3 separate regions of the Mus musculus genome follow, and all the other regions are linked to region 1. The links are chromatin contacts, called in public HiChIP or PLAC-seq maps. All regions are on one chromosome and are shown on one strand. Each heading gives the region's core, a stretch centred on a gene start, on an enhancer-like site or on the middle of the called end of the contact. The rest is flanking DNA. Distances are from core to core; before and after follow the strand shown. Region 1 holds the start of 4632428C04Rik (RIKEN cDNA 4632428C04 gene). Region 2 has its middle 59 kb from the start of Gm46567. Region 3 has its middle 4.0 kb from the start of Gm32740.

Region 1 (3,581 bases), core at 733-3,232:
GTGGACTGAACTCTCTCCTGAAAACACAAGTCAAAATCTAACCCCTAACGTAACAGTATTCGGAAGCAGATCTTTGTAGAAACCGTTTGAGGTCTTAAGAACAGTATCCCCCATCTAACAGGGCTAGTGTCCTTATAAAAAGGCATGATCGAGCCCTCTGCCATGGGAGGACACAGAGAAAGTAGCTGCTGTGGCGACAATTCTGGAATTTCAGATTCTTTAAATAACACAGAAATGTTATGAGAAAGTGTTCTTGTTTTAATCCCAGTGTGGGGCTGTGGGGCTGCTTCAGATTGTCTGCAGCAGCTGACGTGATTTCCTCGTGCCCTAACAGAGGCACAGTTTTGCCAGCTGCAGACAATTTCTGCAGTTGTGTGACCTCTGGAATTCTGGGAACTTTTCAGAGGGTATGTAAATGCTAGAGCCACAATAGGCAGGGTGGGTGGGGTTTTGGATGCAGTTTTCTCATACTCAGAGAAGAAACAAAAGGAAAGAATTAGATTCAAGGATCTCTGTCTCCCCTTTATCCTTTCCTTCTTATCTAGTGATAGGTAGTGAAAAGGGGGTGGAGGAATAAAGGATGGGAAAAAGAAGAATCCACAAAAAGCGAAGACTATCTACAAACTGCCTATAAGCCAAGGAAGAGGGACTTCAGGGGAATTGAGTCACCTGTGCCTTATTCTTTGACTTCAACATCCAGAACTGGGCGTCAGTCAATGTCTGCCGCCAGTCTATGGTATTTTAGCAATTGTATATGGATTAATGACAGGGATCTCTCACTGACCTTATCATTATGGGAACTTCATAGAGTGCACTTATACAAAGTAAGATGGGTAAGGTGTCACTAGATGACATACTCTTTTGAGAACCACTGCCATGATGCATCCTGTCGTTAACTGGAGTTTCATTATTCAAAGCTTATAGCGCACCAAATACCACCGAATGCATTCTTTTCCCCCTTTTTTTCTTTTCTTCTTCCTCCTCCCTCTCTTCTTCATTAGATTCCCCAATAGAAAGCAGAGGCTGGCCTCAAACTTGTGATCTTCTTGCTTCCTACGTGCTGGGATCATAGGCCTGTGGCACCACACCCTACTCAGATTTATGTTCTGCAGGTGAGGGGAGAGATTTGAGATGGCAAGATTAGCCTGACCGAGGTCACATGTCTGGGCAATGAGGTTCTGAACCTGTGATAAATGGTATTGACAAGTGTTCATGTGGGGGTGCACTCAATCTGCAGAGTGGCTGTCACATGCAGAATTCAGTGTTGTTCATGGGGGGGGGGGGGTACATAGAAGGGTAGCCCGTCTTTGAATAAGAAGTTGCAGGAGAGAGAAAGACTAGTTAGGCAGGCCATGACCGGTACAGAGCGGGGACAGAAATCAAGTGCATGGGGACTTCAGGAGAGGCAGCTGTTGAACTGGATTAGGTTAGCCTGGGAAGAACCACAGAAGTGAGACCTCATCGCCCACTGTGAAGAACAGGCAGGGAGAAAAAACAGAAACAGATCATGCTGGAGGAGAGCTGGGTACAGCAGAGACCCCACCCAGGTCCCGAGCCTCCTACGGGGGTGGCATACACACACACACACACACACACACCTCGACCCCTCAGAAAGCAGCAGAGGCTGATGCTAGGTGAAGACCCTGGATCCCTGGACCCCGAGGTTTGCCCCCACCCCCATCTGATTTCGTCCCAACTGCCCTGGAAGGCAGCGACACCACAAGGAGCCTTGGCTGAAGAGACACTTGGCCACGGAGTGGAGAGCCAGGCTCGGAACAAGGTGCACTGCGCTGTCTCCAGTCTTGCATGGCTGCCACCCAGAATGTGACTTTGCCTACATCTCCCTGCATGGCTAGGCATTGGAAACCTTGTCCCTGGCTGACTTCTGGACCCATGTGACTCTCATCCAATGACTAGAGGGGAGGCTGCCCCCGCGTTGAGGTGCAGGGCTCTTGCCTAGCTCTCCGGGGGAAGGGTCAGGCAGAGTGGAACCTCCTGTTCAGGGCTGGCAAGGTCCAGACTGGAGCTGTCACACAACCCCATGAGGTCAGTCCCCTGCATAGCCCTCAGTTCTCTGGCCCTTTCCCGGAAAGAGGTCACCGCCCAGGAGCTCTCAGAACAGGGGCTCTCTGTGTCTAAGGCCGGCCTGGTGGAGCAGGAGGATGCATAAGGCCAGCGGGGGCAAAAGAAGGGCGTGCTGGGCCACTCGCTGCGGGTGGCGCCGCAGCCCCGGGTCGCCGGCAGGGACCGGCGTGTGGGCGGAGAGGCGGCGCGCGCTCGGAAGTGGCCCCGGGCGGCCTCCCAGGCGGGCGGCTCCTGTTTCCCGGCTCCCGGGCGGGCGGGCGCGGGCCAGCTGCTGGGAGGTGAGCGGAGCAGCGTTTTCCCACAGTCTGGGGCGGTGACACATGGCGCTCACACATTCCACAGCCGGCGGCCGCGCCAGGCCTGGCGGTGAGTCAAGGCAGCGCGGGGAGCTGCCGAGAGCAGGTTCCGACTTTGGCACCCGGCGCGCCGCCTTCCCGCCTTGCCCAGCCCGGCGGGGGCGGAGGGGGGAGGGGGACGCCGGTTAACCCTTGGCTACCTAGGCGTACAGCAGCAGAGGCTCCGATGCTTGTCCATTGAGGGGGGACAGAGGGGTGGGGGATACATCACCACGGCGGATACCTACACACCCTGTGTTCCTTGTGCGTTCTTTGCTTTTTTTAGACCGGGGGGGGGGGGGGGGAGGGGGTATCTGTAATCCAAACTAGTCTGAATTCATTGTGGCTTCAAACTCCTGGTGATGCTCCTAGTTACAAAGCAGAAAACCAGAGAAGTTGCTCGTTAGAGACGGTGCCACTTCTGGCTTTTAGATTCAGACACGAACTGCCAGAAAGACTGGAGGGGTGAGGGGAAGGCTTTTATCGTTACTGTCCCTTCATCTAGAGTCTCGCTTCTGAGTCTGACCACTGTGGCCAGGCCCAGCTCCCGTGTGTTTATTGACTGGATCAAAAGTCTAGGTCGCAGTTCCTTCTGGCAGTCGTTGTACAGATAGAAGCAAACAGCTGGAAGCCTGCGCGGACAAATGCACACCCACATAACCACACACTTTAAAAAAGGCGGGGGACTGTGACTGTGGTGGGTGTTGTCCCCATGGGAAGGCTGAGCACTCCAACCTTGGCTTCCCTTGGGCGTGTGTGAACTCTACATGACTTCTGCAGCTGTTGCTGCGTGCATCCCCACCCCGATCTGCATCTACCTATTCTGAGACCACACAAGCCCGCAGCTTTCATCAGACTTGAAGGTCCCACAGACCAAGGTTCAAAGTTCGCGCTTTTTTTTTTTTTTTTTTTTTGAGTCAGGGTCTTACTAATGTAGCCTAGGTTGACCCTGAAACTTACAGGAGCGTGCCACCACACCCAGCACCTGGTTTATCATTAAAGAGACTTAGGTGAAACCATCTGCCAGAAGTTTGGGACCTGTAAATGTCACCTCGGTGTCTAGATGTAGTTCAGGTTATCCCACACACACAGCCTTTGCTCTCACTACCCCATAGCACTCACTTGTGAGCCCCCCCCCCCCCCCCGCCCCCGGACCTGCCC
Region 2 (3,581 bases), core at 718-3,217, 250 kb before region 1:
CAACCCAGAAGCCTGTCACAGAAGCCATAGAAATCGTTCAGGACACAATGGCAATGCCTTAGTATCATTGACTGACTTGTAGGATGCTAACACTGGGGAAGCTGGGAGAAAGGTTTACAGAATCTCTGTGCATTTCTTTGATACTCTTCTGCAAATTTGAAATTTACTTAAAGTAATCAGTCAGAATAGCAAATACCCAAGGTAGTTGCAGAGAACTTATCTTTCTGAATCAAAAAGAGAAAAGAAAACGGAATATACTTGAGTAGATACATACATGATCCGAGTGAATATTCGGAGTCTAAAAGAATATCAGCTTGCATAATTAAGTACAGAAGCTCCAAAGCCCTTCTACCAGCTCTATAAGAAGCATCTCTGGGACATAGGGGTCCTGGCCAGCCAGTAACAGTTCAGACTGTAAGTTCATATGCTTACAGTATGAGTTTCCATAGCTATTGGGGCAAGTTACTACTAGCTGAGTAAAAGACAATACCTGTCAGTTGTGATCACAGTATTAGCCTGGCTGGTTCCTCCTCTCCATCAGCCATGCGTTGCCTCTCCCCTGGCTTCTGAAGGCTGTTGACTGTTCCTCTTTTACCTTGGGAAATCTTCATTATCTTCCAAAACTCAGGGAACATTTCTTTGTCTTTGTGCACCTTTTCTCCTTCCTACAGATTAGTTTGGTAGAGCTGTTACAAAAATACCCAGAATTGGGGAGACACTCCTATTCTTTTAGAGGTCCATCTGGGTCCCAAAGGCATGGAGAAGCAAAACAGCTCACACCGTGGCAGCCAGGAAGCAATAGAAAAAAGGAAGATGTCAAGTAAAATAGTTCCAAGGTCATACCCCAGTGATGTACTTCCTATACCTATAGTAGGCAACTACCTATACCTCTTACCCACTCCCAACAGTGCCATCGTACTATGAATGGATCAAGAGTTGAGTCTGTTGTGTTTTATAAAAAGGGGAGAGGAATATGTTTGGTGGATGTGTGGTCAGGTGTGGGGCATAGGGATACCTCCGAGGGCCCATGCTGAGGCATCCCTTCCCCCTGAGGGACCAGCCACAGGACGGAATACATGGGGAGGGGAGTTGAGAGAGTAGGAGAGAGGGGGGAGCTTAGAGAGACCGCCGTGAGTACATGGAAAGGGGGAGGGGAGGAAACGGCAAGTGAGGGGGAAGGGACAAGAGGACAGAGGGAGAGCAGGAAGGCAAGAAAGCAAAAGAGAGCAGAAGGGGCAAGCAGCCCCTTTTATAGTGAGTCAGGCACACCTGGCTGTTGGCAGGCAACTGTGGGGCGGAGCTTAGACAAAATGCTAACAGAGTCCACTCAGTAGAGCCCCTAAACCTCCCAGGCTGCAATCCTGAAACAGACCATAGAAGAACACAACCTTATCATCCCATCTCATAGGTATTGCTGAATCAGGGCAAGTTGGTCATCACAGTTAATCATATACCATCCACCAGAATCAAGTTCTGGGTTGTTTATGCCCCTCATGCCCATCTACATCAAGAATGGCATCTGGCAAACTGGAACATGGCCACATTGCTGTTTCTGCTCTTCTCACTGGATTGCGAGCTCCGTGAGGACAGGGACCAGGGATTCTATCTTCTCCACGGAAGCTGTATGCTGGTGCCCTGCATTAAGAGCAGCATGGGATAGGAGGTAACCTTGCTCCAGCGTGTTTGTTTGAACACCACAGTCTGGCTGGCCTTACCAAATTGTGACGTTCCCTCTACTCAGGTCAGCACTTTCCATTGGGTCAAGTGTGGGCTGCCAGTGAATTTCCAACCTGATTTCCTCTGCTCTGGTCTCCCTGGGAGGTCTCTGTGCTAGACACAGTCTGACTATGCCTGGAGAAAGCTGACAGCTCTGGCTGCTCACTCCCTGCGACTGCTCTGATGGACTCTGCAAATAGCCACTTCTGCCGCAGGGTGTTCCAGCACCATAATGCAGCATTCAGTGGCTGCTGCCGGGTGTGTGCTGGCAAGTCACAGGGCAAGGCCACCACAGCTCTATAACAATCTAGGTCTGTGCAAGGGCCAGCCTTCTTTCTCTCCTTATTAGCAATTTTCCTCTTAGTCATCTATGTCTCAGAATAAACCCTCCCTTCCCTCCGCCAGGGATCTTTCTCCTCTCAGGCTCCGACTGGCACACACAGCAAAGTCGAAGTCAGATGGCATGTGGGATCAGTGAAGTTCTTTAAAGAGGATCTGGCCCCATCCTCCTTCCCACAGGTGGGGAAACTGAGGCCTGGGGTGGATGGGAGACACCTGAGATCATGCAGAAAGCTGGCATAACACAGAGGGAACTTACATCCTTAACTATTCCACAAATGGCTCTTTCTCTCCACTGCCCTCTCTCATCGAAGCCTAGCCCCTCCAGGATCAAAGAGGGTTCAAGCTTAATTAACATTTAGCCCAGAAACAGGCTCTAAAGAAGGTTTGCCTGAACCCCTTCCCTGGCTCTGGCCACCACACTGACAAAATAAAGAGGTTCTGTCCCATAAGAGTGCCGTCTGCACAGGACAGAAAAGACACACTGTTTGCTGTCCAGAGATCACATTTCATGGAATATTAGAGGTTAAAAATAGATTTGGATACTGACCACAAACTCAAAATAAACTAACTCAGTTTGATTTAATCTTTCATTGAAACAAAAACTGGTTTATGGTTTGTCGTTTATGTATAATTATCCCAAGTGCTAATTTCAATTGGTGTCTTACTATAAAAGAGAGGTGCTGGAGAGATGGCTCACTGAAGAGAGGAGCACACTTGGTTTGGTTCCCAAAAGTCAGGTAACTCAGAAGCTTGACCCTCCAGCCTCTGGGTGTCTGCCATCTTCTGGCATCCATCTACACCCGCAGATATGTGCATACACTCACACGGGCAGTGTTCTATGGATGCAAAGAGACCCCATGACCACAGCAACTCATAAAAATAAGTATTGAACCAGGGCTTGTTTATGGTCTTAGAGGTTTAGTCCATTCTCATCATGGTGGGGAGCATGGTGCCATGGAAACAGACCTGCTGCTGGAGAAGGAGCTGAGAACTCTACATCTGGATTCATAGGCAACAGGAAGAGAGAGACAGTGGGCCTGGCATAGACTTTTGAAACCTCAAAGCCCAAGCCAGTGACACACTTCCTCTGAAGCCACGCCTACCCCATAAGGCCACACCTACCTCAATAAGGCCACACCTACTCTAACAAGGCCACACCTCCTAATCCTTTCAAAAAGCACCACTTCCTGCACTTCAAATATATGAACCTATGGGGCCATTCTTATTTGAACCACACATACACACTTACACATGGAAAAAAAAAATAAAGCCTTAACAAATGAGAAGAAAAGTTTATATGGAATACCATTAAAACTCTACGTCCTTGTAATCTTAGTACTTAGGATGCCGAGGCTTGCTACAAGTTCAAGGCCAGCCTGTGCTACAGAGCAAAATGTTGACTCAATACAGACAAAACCAGCAACAACCAAACCAAACCCCAAATGTGCACGTGGTAGAGAGACCCAGGACTACAGCAAGGTCAGGGTGTCACCTGCTCTCATCTGGGGCGCCACCTGCTCTCA
Region 3 (3,581 bases), core at 355-2,854, 150 kb before region 1:
GGCAGTGATGGTGTACTCACATACATAAAACAAGTAAATAATGGTATAATATGGAAGATAGATCCATACTTAGAATTGTCACAGGATTTTATCATTTCTCTTATTCTCATCTCAATCTCAAATCACACAAGAAGAAAGAGGAAATCTACTCTCAATATCACGCCTGTGCCTTCAAACAACCACTGGAGTGCAGGCGCACACCTGCTAAGAGTCCTCCTCAGACAGTTCCCATGGCTCTGGCCGCCACCTCACAAATCTAGGTGCCGTAATGAGCCTTGCACATTTCCAAGAGCAAGCTTGCTTGCTCCCATTCAAAGGCTCGGATGTTTTCCTCTCTCCCATAATCCATTAATATATTTATGCCAAATTTGGAATTACACTGTAGAAGGAGGAGAGAGCCATACCAAGGACACGGCCACTCAACTCGAGTGTGCCTTTATTCCTTTCCACAGGCAAGATGCTTCTGGCTGGCCCACAGCTGAGTTCGCTCATTGTGCCAGGCAGCAGAGGCATCTGAACTAATTCCCCTCACTGCTAACTAGGCAAGTCAAGTTTAGGGAGCAGGGGTGGGGGTGGGGGGAAATTATATAATTTGAGTTAATTGGTTTGGGGCTACCCAAAGCCCCAGCTGTACTGAAGGGAATTGTTTGGTCTTCAAAACCCAATTAGAGTCATTCAGGAGATGTAAAATAGATTTTATTCTTCTCCTTGCCAAGCTGTTGTGAGGAGACTAGCCTCCATACCGTATAGGAAAATATCCTTTCATTATGGCTGCCCAAAGGCATCCTGAAAACAGGTAGATCCAAAGGCGTGGGGGCCAGCTACAAAGGAACACGCTAAGCAGCTCATTTCTTTTACAGGTTCAGGAATGCAGCTCGAGTGATAAGACAGGAACCTCAGTGACCCTTGAGGTCCCGTAAAATGTGTGCTCGATAATCAAATGCTTTGAAGAAACAACTCCATCTGTTCTTTTTTTTTTTTTTTTCCTAAGTAGAGATTGGCTGAATAGGTTTGAAGCTTTCAAGGTTGACTTTCCTAGATCTAAAATAACCACACGCGATATCCTTCGTTATGTGTAAGCGGTGGCCACAGAAATCAACTTTCAGCAACCACAGCGTGAGTTTCCATGTGGGCAGAGCATGAGAGCCATTGCATGGTGAAAGTGATTGGAAACACACTAGGTTTTTGATCCAACAGTTTATGCTTAAGACTGGTTTTCTATTATGACCCCAAAGATCATTCCTTTTTTATCTACGTAGTTATTTATTTCAATTTCTTTAGACAGTGTCTTACTATGTAGCCTTCGCTGGCCTGGAACTCCCTCTGTAGACTAGGCTGGCCTCTAACTCAAACAGATCCACCTATCTCTACCTCCTGAGTTCTGGGATTAAAGGCATTTACTACCACTCCTAGCCAAGATCATTCCTTTTTGTGGCAGGTCTATTTGACCTAAAAAGAAGCTAGAAGGAGAAGGCGATCTGTGGAAAGGTCCCTCCTTTGTTTAGAGTCATTGCTTGATGCAGCAGATGCACAAACTTTGCTCTTCCGTGAGAGAGCACTGTGTGCATAACACAGGAAAGGAAAGATCAAATCTTATCTTCAAAAGACTTTTAGTCTCACTAGAATGAGACCTACAGAAAGGCTGTATGTCTAAGAGTACTGACGCACATGGAGAATGAGCAAAAGCACAAAGATTTACTGGGAGATGTCTTAAGCCTATTGAGGTTGAAGGTGGGTCTTGAAAACTCAAGGGTGATCTTCAAAGCTGTGAGTGCAGATGACGGAAGACTCCCTGGCCACCATTCAAGACCCCTCCTGAGCTTCACTTGGTTGGGAAAATGTTTCCACCAAACAGAAGGAACAAGAGGAAAGAATAGATGAAGACAGGAAGTCTTCAAGAAATGTGGAAAGCATTGTGCAGTGCTATGAAAAAGCAACCACTGGGGGCATGCATCCTTAGCTGCTACATTTTAAAGATGAGGCCAGAGGATTCCAAGTCTGGGACTAGCCTCAGCTACACAAGGAGTTCAAAACTACTTGGGCTGCATGAGACCCTATCTGAGGAGGAGGAGGAGGAAGAGGAAGAAATGCAGCCAAGAATACTAGAATACATGCAGAAAACAATTGGAAATCACAACTGAGACTAGTTAAGGCCTGGTGTGCAGCAGTGTCTGACGCCTGGAAGGGAGGCAAAGACTGCAGACTCCCCATCCCAGACTTTGCCCAGTCCTCCCCTCCCTGAGCCAGTGTATCGGTGGTGTCCAGGTGCCACAAGTGGAGATTCAGAACATGGGACCACAATGTATTAAAAGTTATTATTTAGAAGCTAGCCCTTTAAGGGGACACTGAGCCCCATAGAGGAGTTAAGTACTTCCTTCTTGAGACAGGGATACATACCTATGTTCACCATATAGTAGGTATTCTGCCATCCCTGTGACACAAACAGAATGCCACCTTTGGCTGGCTATTGGAGAAAGTGTGCCTCATTTCCCTGATGGACCAGATCTTTCTGCCTGGTGGTAGGGTGATGGTAGTGGTGGTACAGGCACTTTACCCATAGTTAATCTTGGGCTGGAATTGTTCCAACTGAAACCCTCACCCCTTCTGTCCACACAGTCTACCATGTCAAGGTTCCTGGGAAAAAGTAGAGTCCTGATGGTGACATGGTCCACCTCTAATCCTAAAATGACCTCCAATTATTCTTAAAATTAAATACCCAATTCTCATCTGGGTCCTTGCCTCCCTTCCAGGCATCAGACACTGCTGCACACCAGGCCAGAAGGGGAACGTAGAGTCGAGGATGGGCAGGATTCCAGGCTGGGAGCAAATGCCACAGGGGTGGCAGAAGAGGGAAGGTCTTCTTTAGGGAAACTTAGTGTAACGGCTCTTTTAAGCAAAGACCCTCCCCATGGCAATCCTTAAAGAAGCAGCTGTTATTTTAGCTTGTTCATATTTCTTTATTGGGGGTAGATATAAATGAATACACTTTATTCAGGGTGAACTAGGGATTGATTATATAATTTTGGGTAAGGTTGTGAGAATATCCAGGGAGGAAAGGTCATTGGCTGAAGGCTAAGGCTATTGAAATGCCTCATTAGCATGGAGAGGCTTTCCGGATGGTGTGCTACATAACTGAGGGCCCTGGGCATATTATCTGAGTGCTGTGGTTATGTGCTCCAGAGCAGGCATTTGAGCAGGGAGGGAGAAGCCCCAACTTCTACAGTCTCTGATCTCTGAGATTCCTGGGGTTTGAGCATGCCCCACCTCACCAGTCCCATGCCCATCTAGTGGCACAGTCCACGGGCCTACAGTATATCCCAGTTCTCTGAGAGCTAAGCTGCCGCATAAATTTAGAAATGCCACGAAGACAATGTTTTCAGAAGTAAAGACTTTGAAGAAGACAGGCCAAGAGTATGCAAGCTGTCCTCTAAAAGAGCCAAGTCAACATACAGAGATGCCATCAAATAGGCAGGAGATACCCCAAAGCCAAAATATATCACAAGCCAGAGGCAGGACTTAGACAGGCTTGGAGTAAATGAAATCAAGAACTGTGTGTTGGTGAGACTACTCAGTGGGCAGGG

Evidence for each region. HiChIP or PLAC-seq counts read pairs in DNA pulled down with a chosen protein or histone mark.
Region 2: an HNF4G HiChIP or PLAC-seq map of pancreatic cancer cells shows a contact between it and region 1. The contact joins the enhancer-like site here to the promoter of 4632428C04Rik in region 1. A contact is called at or near these places in 1 of 39 promoter capture datasets (the 3T3-L1 cell line), 1 of 15 datasets of contacts at CTCF or cohesin (the NIH/3T3 cell line), 6 of 484 Hi-C or Micro-C datasets (B cells, brown adipocytes, embryonic fibroblasts and 3 more) and 8 of 115 datasets of contacts at active chromatin or transcription factors (embryonic basal ganglia, embryonic limb bud, embryonic stem cells and 5 more).
Region 3: an H3K4me3 HiChIP or PLAC-seq map of the SCID.adh cell line shows a contact between it and region 1, with 10 read pairs. The contact joins the enhancer-like site here to the promoter of 4632428C04Rik in region 1. A contact is called at or near these places in 4 of 484 Hi-C or Micro-C datasets (the G1E-ER4 cell line, cerebral cortex, liver and 1 more), 8 of 115 datasets of contacts at active chromatin or transcription factors (the SCID.adh cell line, craniofacial prominence, differentiating embryonic stem cells and 5 more) and 1 of 9 other capture datasets (adipose tissue).

The regions. Positions count from the first base shown.
Region 1 is chr16:30,006,685-30,010,265 of GRCm38.p6, forward strand. It overlaps 4632428C04Rik (RIKEN cDNA 4632428C04 gene), which reads left to right and starts at 1,983. Exons shown (of 3, transcript NR_033631.1): 1 at 1,983-2,046.
Region 2 is chr16:29,753,089-29,756,669 of GRCm38.p6, forward strand. No RefSeq gene overlaps it. Among named protein-coding and RNA genes, the nearest start is that of Gm46567, 59 kb to the right of the region's middle. Within about 2 kb of position 1,968, at least 47 of the 459 cell types and tissues checked have an H3K27ac peak or open chromatin away from gene starts, as enhancers often do. A contact at or near this core is called in pancreatic cancer cells, where this site is marked.
Region 3 is chr16:29,854,802-29,858,382 of GRCm38.p6, forward strand. No RefSeq gene overlaps it. Among named protein-coding and RNA genes, the nearest start is that of Gm32740, 4.0 kb to the right of the region's middle. Within about 2 kb of position 1,605, at least 9 of the 459 cell types and tissues checked have an H3K27ac peak or open chromatin away from gene starts, as enhancers often do. A contact at or near this core is called in the SCID.adh cell line, where this site is marked.